5 separate regions of the Mus musculus genome follow, and all the other regions are linked to region 4. The links are chromatin contacts, called in public promoter capture Hi-C maps. All regions are on one chromosome and are shown on one strand. Each heading gives the region's core, a stretch centred on a gene start, on an enhancer-like site or on the middle of the called end of the contact. The rest is flanking DNA. Distances are from core to core; before and after follow the strand shown.

The links. Promoter capture Hi-C pulls out the DNA fragments that hold promoters and counts their contacts.
Region 1: a promoter capture Hi-C map of the 3T3-L1 cell line shows a contact between it and region 4, with 10 times the contacts expected there. The contact joins the enhancer-like site here to the promoter of Kdm6a in region 4. A contact is called at or near these places in 8 of 39 promoter capture datasets (the 3T3-L1 cell line, 3T3-L1-derived adipocytes, cranial neural crest and 4 more) and 1 of 115 datasets of contacts at active chromatin or transcription factors (astrocytes).
Region 2: a contact with region 4 is called in a promoter capture Hi-C map of pre-B cells, with 6 times the contacts expected there. The contact joins the promoter of Chst7 here to the promoter of Kdm6a in region 4. A contact is called at or near these places in 4 of 39 promoter capture datasets (the C10 cell line, embryonic stem cells, hippocampal neurons and 1 more) and 1 of 115 datasets of contacts at active chromatin or transcription factors (astrocytes).
Region 3: a contact with region 4 is called in a promoter capture Hi-C map of neural stem cells. The contact joins the promoter of Ndp here to the promoter of Kdm6a in region 4. A contact is called at or near these places in 7 of 39 promoter capture datasets (3T3-L1-derived adipocytes, cranial neural crest, frontonasal cranial neural crest and 4 more), 4 of 484 Hi-C or Micro-C datasets (cerebellum, cortical neurons, neural progenitor cells and 1 more) and 7 of 115 datasets of contacts at active chromatin or transcription factors (astrocytes, differentiating embryonic stem cells, embryonic forebrain and 4 more).
Region 5: a promoter capture Hi-C map of pre-B cells shows a contact between it and region 4. The contact joins the promoter of Maoa here to the promoter of Kdm6a in region 4. A contact is called at or near these places in 9 of 39 promoter capture datasets (the 3T3-L1 cell line, the HPC-7 cell line, cranial neural crest and 6 more), 6 of 484 Hi-C or Micro-C datasets (CD4 T cells, CD8 T cells, cerebral cortex and 3 more), 8 of 115 datasets of contacts at active chromatin or transcription factors (the SCID.adh cell line, astrocytes, bone marrow-derived dendritic cells and 5 more) and 2 of 9 other capture datasets (adipose tissue and liver).

The regions. Positions count from the first base shown.
Region 1 is chrX:16,449,853-16,452,552 of GRCm38.p6, forward strand. No RefSeq gene overlaps it. Among named protein-coding and RNA genes, the nearest start is that of Cypt1, 72 kb to the right of the region's middle. Within about 2 kb of position 1,274, at least 9 of the 459 cell types and tissues checked have an H3K27ac peak or open chromatin away from gene starts, as enhancers often do.
Region 2 is chrX:20,058,190-20,060,889 of GRCm38.p6, forward strand. It overlaps Chst7 (carbohydrate (N-acetylglucosamino) sulfotransferase 7), which reads left to right and starts at 1,381. Exons shown (of 2, transcript NM_021715.1): 1 at 1,381-2,700. The coding sequence starts at 1,527.
Region 3 is chrX:16,910,353-16,913,052 of GRCm38.p6, forward strand. Ndp (Norrie disease (pseudoglioma) (human)) reads right to left here and starts at 1,422. Exons shown (of 3, transcript NM_010883.3): 1 at 1,034-1,422.
Region 4 is chrX:18,161,317-18,164,016 of GRCm38.p6, forward strand. It overlaps Kdm6a (lysine (K)-specific demethylase 6A), which reads left to right and starts at 1,259. Exons shown (of 29, transcript NM_001310444.1): 1 at 1,259-1,856; 2 at 2,068-2,131. The coding sequence starts at 1,690.
Region 5 is chrX:16,618,440-16,621,139 of GRCm38.p6, forward strand. Maoa (monoamine oxidase A) reads left to right here and starts at 1,259. Exons shown (of 15, transcript NM_173740.3): 1 at 1,259-1,474. The coding sequence starts at 1,402.

The DNA of each region.
Region 1 (2,700 bases), core at 24-2,523, 1.7 Mb before region 4:
TGGCACAGGCCTGTAATCCCAGCTGCAAGCAAAGCAACAGAAAGAGGATTGTACACTGCAGACAAGTTACATGGCACAATTAAACAACATGAGCCTTGTTCACACAGTGAAATTTTCTCAGATTAAAAAGAACCTGAAACCATGACATTTGAACTAGAGTCCACTTTGTCAAGGAAAACAAGCCAGGTTCAGACAAATGTCACATTTTCTTTCATGGAAAGAATTTAAGATTAAATGTGTGTGTTGGGAGATCATGAAGAGAAGAAGAGGATATGTTGGGAGTAAAGGGAGGGGATAATGGAACTCTTGTGACAGAGAAGCAGAAGACAGTAGCATTTCAAAGAAGGAAGAGGAGGGTAGAAAGGACAAAAGAGGACACAGAGCAAGGGGGATGAATGGCAACGAAGGAAAGTAATAGATTACTTTGTGTCACTTTGCATGGTAACTTATAATTAATTTTTCAAAAAGAAATTATCTAAAAAAAATTCTATTCTGCCACTTGAGTTCCCAAAACCAAACTTCTTGGGACAGAAATGTTATGAATTTATTATTAAATATTTGTATGTACATTAGCTACCCTAAAGAGGGAACCAAATCTGAAAAATTCATTTATGATTCATCCACATCTTATATCCATAACCAGAATGTCTGTTATTTGTTTACTGAATAATGAATTGTACACTGGGCCTTACACTTGCTAGGAAAGTTCTCTTTCACTGAGCTACATCTCCAGCCTCTTGTAATCCTATATGATATTTTACATGTTTGAGTTTTGCTCACAACCCTTCCTAAGAAGCCAGATGCTGAATTTTCCCTCTGTAGCTCCATGTTAGTACACAAAACAGTTCCAATTTTAGACCATCTCAGATATTCAGATTAGGGCTCTGCAGTCTATGTTGGCTTTCTCTGTAATTAACGTGAGACACAGGCCACCTGGACCTCTTTATTTGTGAGCAAGGTTCAGTTTTCACCCTGCTTACCAACGTCTTCCTGGGACAGCCTCTGCATGGGAGGAGCCATTTCATTCAATATTCTAACAAGTCTGCACTGTGGTGACAGGCTGCCAGAAGGTGGCAGCAAAAGACTATCTGGCAGAAAAATATGGCTGGATATTCTAAAAGAAAGAATAAAAATTATTTTCAAAGCTAGGCCCCCACCTTGATTCAGGACTGATCCCAGTTTAGTTTAACATACCTGGGGCCAAGAGATGTATAGCAGGATCAAAAGTCACTTCCAGAGTGCCCAATTCCAAAGGAAAGATAAAAGCAAACTTGGCCAGTTAAACTCATTGACTCTGGACATCTGGATCAGAATAATGACTTCCCTTGAGACATCACATATTTTGCTTAATGAACTTCCACTAAGAAAAACAATAGGAAAACCAAGGGAACTAAGATTTGGGAACGATGCCTATGCTTGTCTTTTTCTTTGTCCTCCAGATTTAGATTCACTTTCTTCCCTTTTCGTTATAGCCCCTAAGAGCCTGGATCCCAGGACAATATTCAGAAGCTCTGTTGTCCTCTGGTTTCAAGAGAAAGGTACATGTGCATAGGCCTTTGCTCCCATTTATTCCTCTCTATAATGTTGCCTCAACCAGGAGCTGTTATAGAAAGCTCTTCCTCCAAAAGGGTCTGCTCTAAGCTCTCACTCTCACTGACAGCAGCTGCTGCTATCCATCGTCTCTTCTGATATCTAGATGCTGTTGTCTCCTGTACTGGTAAAAGTGTTCTTCATCCCATCCAAATGTTATTCTTTAAACTCTTTGTAAATAATCCTTTCTTAAGTTATCCTAAATGATGTGGGTCATGTGATGTTGCTAGGACCTTGTCTAATATACAACATATGTTAGTTATCTCTCTCATTGCTGTGACAAACATCTAACAAAACAACGTAATGAATGATAAAGAGTTTGGTTTTGGTCACAATTTCAGCATACAAATATCAGTGTGAAGTCGTGGTACAGAAGGCATGGTGACAGAGCTTTTCAATGGCTGATTACTTTGCACCAATAATCAGAAAGAAGATGACTGGCCAGTGGTGTACTGTTCATTTCTCCTTTGTATTTGGGTTTGAACTGCAGCTCATGGAATAGGGCCACCCACATTTAGAGGGATTGTTAAGCTTCTTAGTTAAGTACCCTCACAAACACACTGTGTTAGTTATTTTCTGTTGCTGTGACAAAAGAGTGACCAAAAGCAACCTGGTGGAAGAAGAGATGATTTGGCTTAAACTTCTACATCACAGTCTATCACTGAAGGAGTCAGGATAAAAACCTGAAGCAGATGTAGAATCAGAGCCCAAAGAGAAACACTACTTACTGACTTGGTCTTTGGGGCTTGTTCAGTTTGCTTTTGTACATACCCCAAGACCACCTGCCCAGGGTGTCACACCCCAAGTAGGTTTGGCACTTACATTTCAATTATTAATCAAGAAAATACCTCACAGGCCCTTCTGTAGGCCAGTCTTATGGAGGCAATTCTTCAATTCAGGTTCCCTCTTCCCAGATGACTCTAGCTTGTGGCAAGTTGACAAAAAGTAAGCAGGACACACAAGAGCTTTGTCTCCTGCATGATTTAAAAACCTGTCACAATACCAAGACTAACCATCATATAACATGGAGCTAAATCATATTTTCCCCCAAGAGTAAACTTGACTAAAGGTGAGGATAGCAGGAATGGCTCACATCAAGGACTACAAATA
Region 2 (2,700 bases), core at 131-2,630, 1.9 Mb after region 4:
AGCAACCTTTTTTGCTTAAAAAGGGAAAAGGAAAAATATAATGGAAGCTATTAATTTTATGTTGCAAAATAGTATCCTTGCTACAAAGGAGATTAATACATAAGTGAGTGAATGTTACTGATGGAAAATGAAGAGGTTCAACATGGTTTCTTCTGACAAAAAAGTAGCAAGTAATGACACTGTTGGGAAAGGAGTGCAGTGGTACCCCTGGTTGGAGAAGAGCAGAGAATTTTGAATAGTCCTAGAGGCTTGAGATTTGGAATTGACAGGATGTCTGAGGTTAATGGTGTTAAATTTCTCTTGGTGTAAACATGTCCTTTATGGAATGTTTTGCAATTGTGTTTGTGGGTTTGGGAAAGAATGGCTTTTCTAGGGGAGTAATGAATGACAGAAGGCAAGGAAGTTTAGTTTATTGCCATGAGTGTTATTAAAATAATGGCACAGGACCAGTAAGATGGCTCAGTGAGAGCACTTGCCTAGAGCTGATCCTAGCAACCTGAGTTCAATCGCCAGTCTCCAGGACATGCAAGATGAGAGAAGAGAACCAACTCCCTCATGTTGTCCTCTGACCTCCATACATGTGCACACACAGGCACACAGGCACGCACGCACACACACACACACACACACACACACACACACACGAATATAATTTGAGAGAGAGAGAGAGAGAGAGAGAATTGCCCATAGTCTTTTAGATGAACACGAAGATTTGAGAAAAATGTAAAGGGAGTGGGCAAGGTGGATCAGAAATAAAGAATATATATACAAGTGGCTGGAAAGTGTGAGAATTGTGGGCAAGAAACAATGATTGACAAATACAAAATAAATAGTTTTCATATATAAGGAATACAAGAGAAGGGCTGGAGAATTAGTTCAGTGATTAAGACCACTTACTGGAGACCCAAGTTTGGTTTGAAACACCTATAGCTCTGATTACACCCATCTGCAACTCTTGTTTCTGGTGATCCAGTGCCCTCTTCTGGATTCTGCTGGGACCAAAACAGGAAGAAAAAAAGTGTCATTCTCCAGGTGGGGAATCATGTCCAGTCACTGGATGCCTTCTGTACACATTGTGACTCTCCCTTGCCTGAAGTTGGTTGGTTAGCAAACTTAAATTCGTTTTGAAGGAGTTAGGGAAAGGTGGAGTACACTCAGTGCACCCCAGAGGGTGTCCCTGCCCTGTGGCAGCCCTGTCCAGCTCTAGCCCGGCGTTGAGCAAACCCAGGAGCAGAGCGTAAGTGGGCGGGGAGAAGTTTCGGGTACCATGGGCAGGGCCTGCAGCTGCTGAACCGGCCAATGAGCGCTCTCAAGAGGCTGAGCCAAGAAGGAGGCTGAGTGTGCCGCCACCACTGCCTCCCAAGTTTCCTGTAGTGGATACACCGCCCGGCTGCTCCACTCCGCTCCACCCAACATTGAGGGAGACCCGAAGAGGCCGGAGCCGAGGACTTTGGGCTGGGTTTTCTGGACAGAACCAGCAGGCGCCTACTCTGCTCTGGGTGGGGAGAGTGAGGATTCGGTGAACTATGAAGGGCCGGCGGCGGCGGCGCCGAGAGTATTGCAAGTTCACGCTGCTCTTGGCGCTGTACACGCTTTTGCTACTTCTTGTCCCCTCTGTACTGGACAGCCACAGCGAGCAGGACAAGGGCAGGAACTGCCCCGGCCTGCAGCGCAGCTTGGGTGTGTGGAGCCTGGAGGCGGCGGCGGCCGGGGAACGTGAGCAGGGCGCTGAGGTGCGGTCCCTGGCCGAAGGAAACCCGGATCGATCCCCCGGGTCCCCCGGCAACCTCAGCGCCGTCGGTGAGGCGGTGACCCAGGAAAAGCAACACATCTATGTGCATGCCACCTGGCGCACCGGCTCGTCCTTCTTGGGCGAACTCTTCAACCAGCACCCGGACGTTTTCTACTTGTACGAGCCCATGTGGCATCTGTGGCAGGCACTGTATCCGGGCGACGCGGAGAGCCTGCAGGGCGCACTAAGAGACATGCTGCGCTCCCTCTTCCGCTGTGATTTCTCTGTGCTGCGCCTGTACGCGCAGCCTGGGGACCCTGGGGAGCGAGCACCGGACTCGGCCAACCTCACCACGGCCATGCTTTTCCGCTGGCGGACCAACAAGGTCATCTGCTCGCCGCCTCTGTGCCCCGCCGCGCCCCGGGCACGCGCGGACGTGGGACTCGTCGAGGACAAAGCCTGCGAAAGTACCTGCCCGCCCGTTTCGCTCCGCGCCCTGGAGGCCGAGTGCCGCAAGTACCCGGTGGTGGTCATCAAAGACGTGCGGCTACTGGACCTGGGAGTGCTGGTCCCTCTGCTGCGTGACCCAGGCCTCAACCTAAAGGTGGTGCAACTCTTCCGAGACCCTCGGGCCGTGCACAACTCGCGCCTCAAGTCGAGGCAGGGACTGCTGCGCGAAAGCATCCAGGTGCTGCGCACGCGCCAGAGGGGCGACCACTTCCACCGGGTGCTGCTGGCGCATGGAGTGGATGCCCGTCCGGGAGGCCAGGCCCGGGCTCTGCCCTCGGCGCCACGCGCTGATTTCTTCTTAACCAGCGCGCTTGAGGTGATCTGTGAAGCGTGGCTTCGCGACCTGCTATTCACCCGCGGCGCGCCCGCCTGGCTGAGGCGTCGCTACCTGCGGCTGCGTTATGAGGACCTGGTGTGGCAGCCCCAAGCCCAGCTGCGCCGCCTGCTGCGCTTCTCTG
Region 3 (2,700 bases), core at 172-2,671, 1.3 Mb before region 4:
GGCTTATCTGGGCTTGTCCATTACAATGAGCCTCAGTTACTGTGCTTTCTGAGTCATTAACATTCTGTACACAATCAAACTTCCCGTCCCTCAAGAATTATGCCCGGGCCTCCTACAGCTCAATTGTTCATTTAATGAGAGAACTTGCATTCAGGAACTGGAAAGAATCCTCTGCATATTCCCCAGGTGTCTGTAGGAGTCATTCCTCCAGGTCCTGGTCCCTGTGCTGTCAGGAGCATCCTTTCCTGGTCACTTCTTGGGTATTGAATTGTTGGTCGTGCTGCAGGGACAACCCGACTACTAAAAATAACCCCTTGCAATAAGGCCAAGGCAAACAGCATGCATTTCCTCAGACTTTTTGCCCAATCAAAATCATACAGTAAATCCATCCTCATCGCTCCCGGACACTTCTGAATGTATCCATGGAAGCAAAGTCCCAAGGCGGGATAGGAGAAGAGTGAAAAGGAGCAGCGTGACACTGAAAGCTAGGCATAAATGTTGCCTTTTGTTTGAAGTCATTCTGAGCACTCCCGGCACAGCCCTGGCAGGAGATCAGCCGCATACATAAGGACTAACAAAAGTAAATAGTGCACGTTTAACCTCGCAGACTCTCCTGCGTTAATAGTGCCCCCATTGTAAGTGGGATGAAGGCGGTAGGGAAGATACAGGACTCCACAAACGCAAGTCGGCAACTGCTGCTTCTCCGTCCCCCTTTATGGTGTCACATAGAAGAACCATTCCAAAGTTACATCTAACTACGCAGAGTTTGCAAAGAAATCAAGCCAAAAGATATTTTCGAGCTTCTCTGGGACGCTTCCTGTCAGAGACTTCAAAGACACATTCATTTAAAACAAACAAACAAATAAACAAAACCCTCCACAAGGCTAGCATGCTACAGATTAATGCAAATTAAAGTGATGCAAATTTAAGTGGTATTTAAAGATTGTCTCTTTGTCTGCAAGAAGGATGAAAGGCAGAGTTTGGAAAGAAGTAATTTCCTAGGCAAGCCGTCAGCGCTTGTTTGCCTGCTTACCTTGGGGGAAACGCAGGGCTCCTTTCTTCTCAGACTTTTCTGAGAGCTAGAAAGAGGTCCTGTTACTTCCAAATGCTTTTGTTCTTCTGTCCCTCTGTCACATGGCTTGCCTTTTATATTTGCAACACACAAAAGTTAGGACTGTTGTTTAAGCGACCCAGGGAGAGAGAGGGAGAGAGAGGGAGAGAGAGAGAGGGAGAGAGAGGGAGAGAGAGAGGGAGAGTGTCAAATGGAAAAGTGCCATTGCAGGCATATATCAATCAGGCGTGTGGCCGCAGCAGCGCTCTAGCAAATGGGAATACCACGGAAATGTTAGGCGCTCTCGTTATCGGGGACTCACAGCCTCTGCCCACTGCTCGGATCTTTTCCATGGAGCATCTTAAGATGAGAACAACAGCATAGAAGACGGAAGTTTTCTTCCCCCTCCCCCATTATGTTTTTGTATTTGTACACTAATAAGAGGCTACATGAATATTCTGAGTTTAATTCTTTTGCGAGCATGTAGCTGCTATAAAGATGTGCAGTTGGCAGTAGAGACACACGGTTTTGGAAATACAAAGACAGGGTGGCATTCTGTTTAACGATTAAGCAGCTGGTCAGGATGAAGTTGAAATGCTAAGGGAGGGAAAGGTGGACATCAGCAGTCTTTCTCAGGCTAAGCTGAGAAGCAAGTGCAAAATGCTACCCTGTTTTAGCATGATGTGCGTGGGTGGTGAGAGTTCTTTTTTTCCAAGTTGTTCATCCATTAAATGATTTTTAGCAGCATAAATGCGATTCAGCTCTTTGTGGCACTTTAATAAGTGCCTTCACTGACATCATTTGGAGCAAAACTTTGTAATACATTTAGAAACAAAGGGCAAAATGTTTGGTCCATGACTCCTTACTAAAAGGTAAGGCCAACCCACTACATCACAATTAGTAGAAAAGAGACAAAGGTGAATTCTGTGTGTGGGTTAAGCACCTGCTGCTGAATAATGCCCTGTTAAGAGCTTTGGGGCCACAAAGGGAAACATTGCACAAATCTTGCCCTTAAAATACTTGAAGACAAAATGATCACCAATTTTAGAAACCAGAGGACAATACAAAGAATCATTTATAATTGTTTTAATGTCTGGTAGGTTCAGACATAAAACAGTTTATTTTATTAATACTGATGAAAACTTAAACTAAGGAATGAAGTCTCTATGAAAATTTATTAAAATGGAAATATTTCATAAACCTTAAAAAATGTTCCAGTTAGCTAATTTCTGATTCCCAAACCTTCATGTCATGCTGTATCTGATTATTTCTCATTAATAAATTGATAACCAAATTGTATTGTTCCACAGAATCATTACTCCAAACAGCTACTAGTGTTTTACTAGAGGTGTATAATTTTTTTCAGCTTTGCCTCAATCTTTTAAGAAGTAACTTTCTTTTGTTCCATCAGAAAAGCCCTGTCTACCTGGGACCAGACACAAAATCTACTTCTGAGAGTTAAGGATAAATGGACCTTTAAAAATGGGAATAGTCTTCAAGGGGTTATGACTTGTCCATGAGTAAGAGCCATGGAAACAGTCATGAATACATTTTCTGGCTTACTTAGGTAGATCAGAGTCAGAGGGAAAATAAAGTCTTAGATCATCAGCACTTTCAAATATCAGAGTTTGACAGCCACTGGCTTCTTC
Region 4 (2,700 bases), core at 9-2,508:
CAGGTGTAAACTTATATAAAACATATAAAGCTTGGTTTATAAACGGATCTTTTCTTCATATAGTCCATTTACTAATATTTTCTATCCCAAAGACTGGAGGTGTGATGAGATACATCACATTATATCTGCCTTTTCAAAATAGTCGATGGAAAGTTTGGTCTATCTCCTGATTATACTATGGGTCAAACACCAGACTTATTTGTACCTGAGGGACAGAACAAGCAAATGTTACTGCTAAGGGTTTCCTATGTAGTGGAAGCAGAAAAAGGCTGGCAGGAAGCTGTGTTGAGGATTCTATTTCTCTAAGGCCAGTTCACATACAGCTCCTACTCTTCCATGGAGTACCCACTGAGATGACAGCAACAGAACCCAACATTCTGAAATCCCCCTCGACAAATTTCACTGTTTCTGTTTTTTTCTTTATAGTATAACGAATTACTGCTAGGGCGTAGGGTATATGCAAGCAGCAGGAATATCTGGCCCGAAAGTGCTGCCAACAGACAGACCTTTGGCGGTGGGGTGCGGGAGCCAGCGCGCCAGACCCCCTGCAGGCGACTGACTCTTCATTCCTCCCTGCCTGGGGTGAGTGGGCGGGGGTCGGGAGACGTTTTCCCCTTCCCCTTTTGAAAGGGTATGGGGCTTCGCGTGGCCTTGTCTAGGGCGGCGCCCAGGCTGCAGGGTATGAAGCCGGCTGCTGCTCCTCTGGCGCACTCCTCGTGGAGGCTATTATTTCTAGCAGTGCGCCTTCTTCCGAGGGCAGAGGTCTGGGGCCGAGTGTTCCCTCCCCGCGACTCAGCTGGTGTCCAGCCCTGTCGGGATCGATATTCCCGGAGTGCGCGAGCGCTAGCAGGACCACCGAAATCACAGTCTTGGCCCACCCTAGGGCTTCCGGGCAGCCAGAGGCTGTCCTAGGCTTTCTCGTTGGCGCTCGCTACAGGCGGTGCCGGACCTCGCCCAGACTGAGCACTCCCCTCCCCCCCCCGATCCCACCACGGCTCCCGAAGGGACACAGCCTGGACCCCTCCATTCTCTGCCTGTGTATTTAAGTAGCACAACCTAACCGGCTGCTCCCACTGGGTGACAACCCTACTCCGGACAGACGTGCCTATCAGCCAACCACCGACCAGAACTGGCGAGCATCCCGCTCTCGGATCTGTGGCGGCCTCGGTGGGCGGGGCTAAAGCAGCTAGCAAGTTAAGTGGAGCCACGACTGACGCGAGTCAACAAAGGTCACGTGAGGCGAGGGGCTGCTCTGGTTGGCTGCGCCGAGCGGGCTGTGAGGGGGGGGTCACGGCAGCGGCGTGGGGTTCGCTGTGTGACACAATTACAACAACTTTGTGCTGGTGCCGGGGAAGTTTGTGTCTCCTACGAATCCCCCCCAGAGCTCCCGCTCCTCGCGCGCTCCGGCCATTCCCGCCGACCCTGCCTGTGGCTGCCCCCTTCCCATCCCCGCGATGTGACCCTACAGCCGAGCCGTCGCCGCTCCGGACCCAGTGGTTCCACAGCCTCTGCTGCCTCTGCCTTCACCTCTACCGCGTTAGGATTTTTCGCTGCCGCCTCTCGCGGCAGAGGAGGAGGCAGAAATAAAGTTGGTGTGCCGGTCTTGTGCGGAGATTGGAGGCGTCCTTGCGGGCTCCGGCCCGGAGAGGGGGGGTGTCGGCGTTGGAGTTGTGAATTCGCTGCGTTTCCATGAAATCCTGCGGAGTGTCGCTCGCTACCGCCGCCGCCGCCGCCGCCGCCGCCGCTTTCGGTGATGAGGAAAAGAAAATGGCGGCGGGAAAAGCGAGCGGCGAGAGCGAGGAGGCGTCCCCCAGCCTGACAGCGGAGGAGAGGGAGGCGCTCGGCGGACTGGACAGGTACGGGGAGCGGGCACTCGCCCGGGCGGCTCGGGACAGGCTGGCGCCACTCTCCGAGGAGGCCGGAGCGCGGCTAGCCTGTGGCGGCCGTGGGGCGGGCACCTCGGCTTGGCGCTCTCGGCTCCGCTGACGCCCGGGCCTCGGGCTTTGGCACGGACGGGTCGGCGCCGATGCCGGGGCACTAACGAGCGGCGTGTGTCTTTCTCCGCAGCCGCCTTTTCGGGTTCGTGAGGTTTCATGAAGATGGCGCCAGGATGAAGGCCCTGCTGGGCAAGGTAAGGCAAACCGCGGGCCGGAGCGCGGACGCGGTCTCTCGAGCCAGAGGCGCGCTCGCCTGGGGCACCGGGGCCGGGTCACCACTCATTGTGGCCTCGAAAGACGGCCGAGGGGCTTCCGGAAAACTATTTCCTGCTACTGCGCTCCCCTCCACCCCCTGATACCTCGCTTGCTCTCTTGAGAGATCACTTCTCTTGGAGCCAGAGGACAGAGGCAGTGGCGCTTTTGGGGCCAAGCTCATGTGGGGCTTCCAAATTGACTACGATTTTACCGCCCTTGGAGGCTAGGCGGATGATCTCTGAGGTGCCTAGGGAGGGTCATGAGTTCGTAAACAGCTGTAGATTTCCTTAAATCCCCCGCTCGTTATCTTCCCTGGTTATTAAGGCTCTTTAGGCAGTCTGTTCCTGATGCCTGCTTTAGTCAAACATTTCGGGATGGCTTCTTGTCTCTGCTCCCTGAAGGGGGAAGTTGCACGTAGTTTAGGTCCGTAAAGAGTTTGCATGGGGTTATTGACTTGTATCATCATCGGTGTGTGCTTTACCTGAAGTTAGGTGATTTGTTTACTTTT
Region 5 (2,700 bases), core at 9-2,508, 1.5 Mb before region 4:
GCTAATAAGACTCATCGTCGCGCGAGCGCTGACGTGGACTCCGCCCACAGACACGCCCCCTCCGCGTCATAGTGGTATCGCCCGGCCTCAACGGGCGGCCTACAAATGAGGCCTGCAGGTGGGAGAGGCGGAGCTGCGCCGCGCTGACGCCGCATCTTCCCGCCTCCCAGTGGGCCGGGCGCGCTTGGGTTAGGCTTCTGAGTGCGGACTGGTAACAAATGGCTGGGCCCTGAAAGCGGAGCGCCCTTGATGGGGGTGGTTTAGGGTAGCCATTCGCGGCTTCCCGCCGCTGTGAGAATTATGTCAGAAAAGAAGGCCTTCCCCCCAGGCAGGGGCGTCACGCGTGGCCGCGGTGGCCGGGGGCGTGAGGTGGATTTGGCCCCCGGAGCCCGGAGTGCCATTTCCCAGACCCACGTGGAGAAGTCCCATGCAGGCAGTAGTAGCTCTGCCAGCTCGTTCGAGTCCTCCCACCCTCTGCGGCGGACCGTCTCCCAACCCCTTCCCTCGACTCGGACGAACGAATCCATTCAGGAGCAGGGGAGTCCTTCGAGTGCCCTCAACATCCCTCAGAGCCTCAGTGATAATTTTGGCCAGAGGAATGCCCAGGGCCTCCGCGTTCACCATCGGGGCGTTCAGGTCCCCACAGTTGCCTCAGACTCCACCCTCCTTAGCTCTTTCTCTCAGCGCATATCCACAGTAGGATCCATCCCAATGCCAGACTCATCCCTATCTGGGCAAAGATTTTCGTTGGCTTCTGTGCAAGTGTCCTCCATGGCTTCTATACTTAGCACTTCTGTTGAGTCAGAACTGGGGTCTATCCCTGCCTCACTGACCAGCACTCCCCAAGGGTCGGCAGTGGAGCCCACTCCATCCCTTCCATCCGTATTGTGTCGCCCCTCCTGGGGATTGGCACCAGAACATCTTATGCACAGAAGCACATCCCTGCCAGACACACCAGACAACTCCCCACTAGAATCGGCAGAAGATTCTCTCAGGCATTCTGTATCAGCCTCTTCTTGGTTATCACCATCAACACTTTCCGCTCCCCGTGACGAATCCCTGTTGCCTATGTCACTCGATAGTCCTATATCCATATCTCCTCCACTGTATGATCAAGGGCCCGCTCCTTTCCATGCCTCTCAAGTGCCTATGCTAGGGCCATCCCTGCCCTGCGTATGGGGCTCTCCCTGGGTATCTCAGCAAGGATCAGCTCCGCCCCTGAGCGCTCCCCTAGCTTTTGCACAAGAGCGCGCTCCGCCTTCAGGGCCGGGCTCTTCCCGGGTATGGATAGATACATCAGCTCCGCCCTCGGACTTCAGTCAAGGGGCGGTACAAGGGTCTGTTCCACCCTGGGCGGTCCCCCCTTTTAAACCCAAGTCTCGGGAGAATTTTACCCAAACCATGACGGATCTGGAGAAGCCCAGTATCACAGGCCACATGTTCGACGTAGTCGTGATTGGAGGCGGCATCTCAGGTTAGTTTGGATCTTTAATAGTAGCATAAGGGGCCCTAGATGACCAGGGGTAGGGAACTTGCAGTGTCCCTGTTGTGTTTGGGAGGGTCTTTCTCCTCCGTGTGAGTGTTAACTATAACAGGGCCCCAGATCCTGCCAGATGGGAGCAGGGGCTTGTCCCTTTGCATACACTGGTGGAGGGAGGCAAAATAATTTGACTCCTAACTACTTAATACTAATGATTAATTAGCTCTTGTTTTGCAATTACATTTAGCAGATTACATGAGTTTCCCCTGTCTTCAACAGTGTGGTGGGTTGGCAACACATTTGCTATTTTACAAAACCAAGCAACTGTGGCTTAAGAGTTTCAGTAACTGTCCTGGTGTCTGAATACCTCCCTGGGAAGCCACAGACCTGTTTTCTCCCATTTAAGACCTTCACTTCCAATTCTATAGGTGGTTGCTTAGCCTCCCTGACTTCACATCCTCTCCTCTGAATAGCACAACAGCCAGTCTATGTATGTACTACTGAAGTAGTAGTAGGATTAGTTCAGTTCAGTTCTTCTCTGAAGCACCATTGCTTAGAAAGTGAGTAGGTAAAAAAAAAAAAAAAAATACGGAGACAGCATCTTTTAGAAAAAAGTAATTTTTTTTTTAAAGAGCTGGAAGTTTCAACGTATTCCTGCTGGGTTTTTTTCAGAACTTGTATAAAAGTGTAGTGAATTGTTCAAAGGGAATCTCTTGTATGCTTTTGCTGAGAGCTGCACTGTCTAAATCTTGTCCTGTGGTATTGGCTTAAATGGCTCATCAAGTAAGGGGAAGATGAAATTTTTTTCTCTATTTTCCTGGAGACCTCATAAATATATGTATATTAAATTGCCACCTATATTGTCATTGTAAAAATTTAGGAGTTATTCTTTGTCTCTAGGTAGAAGTCCAAGCCCTTTCTCTCAAGTGTTAATAATTTCAGAGATGTGTGCAAGATATAATTTAGAGGGAGAAAGACAGTAGGAAGGAGTAAATAGGGTGCCCCCACAGTATCTATTTTAATATATGTTCCCTTTGAGTAGACCATAAACGTGCTTATATAGTTATTTTAGATATAGGTAGCTTTGGACTCAGCCTGTTCAGGATAAACAGTCTAATTATCAGATTGGTATGGACTGTTCCTTTGGCTATCCTAGCCAGTGGCAGCAAGTAATAGGCCTGTGTGTTGCAGTATCAGAAGGAAGCAAATCCTTGTGGACA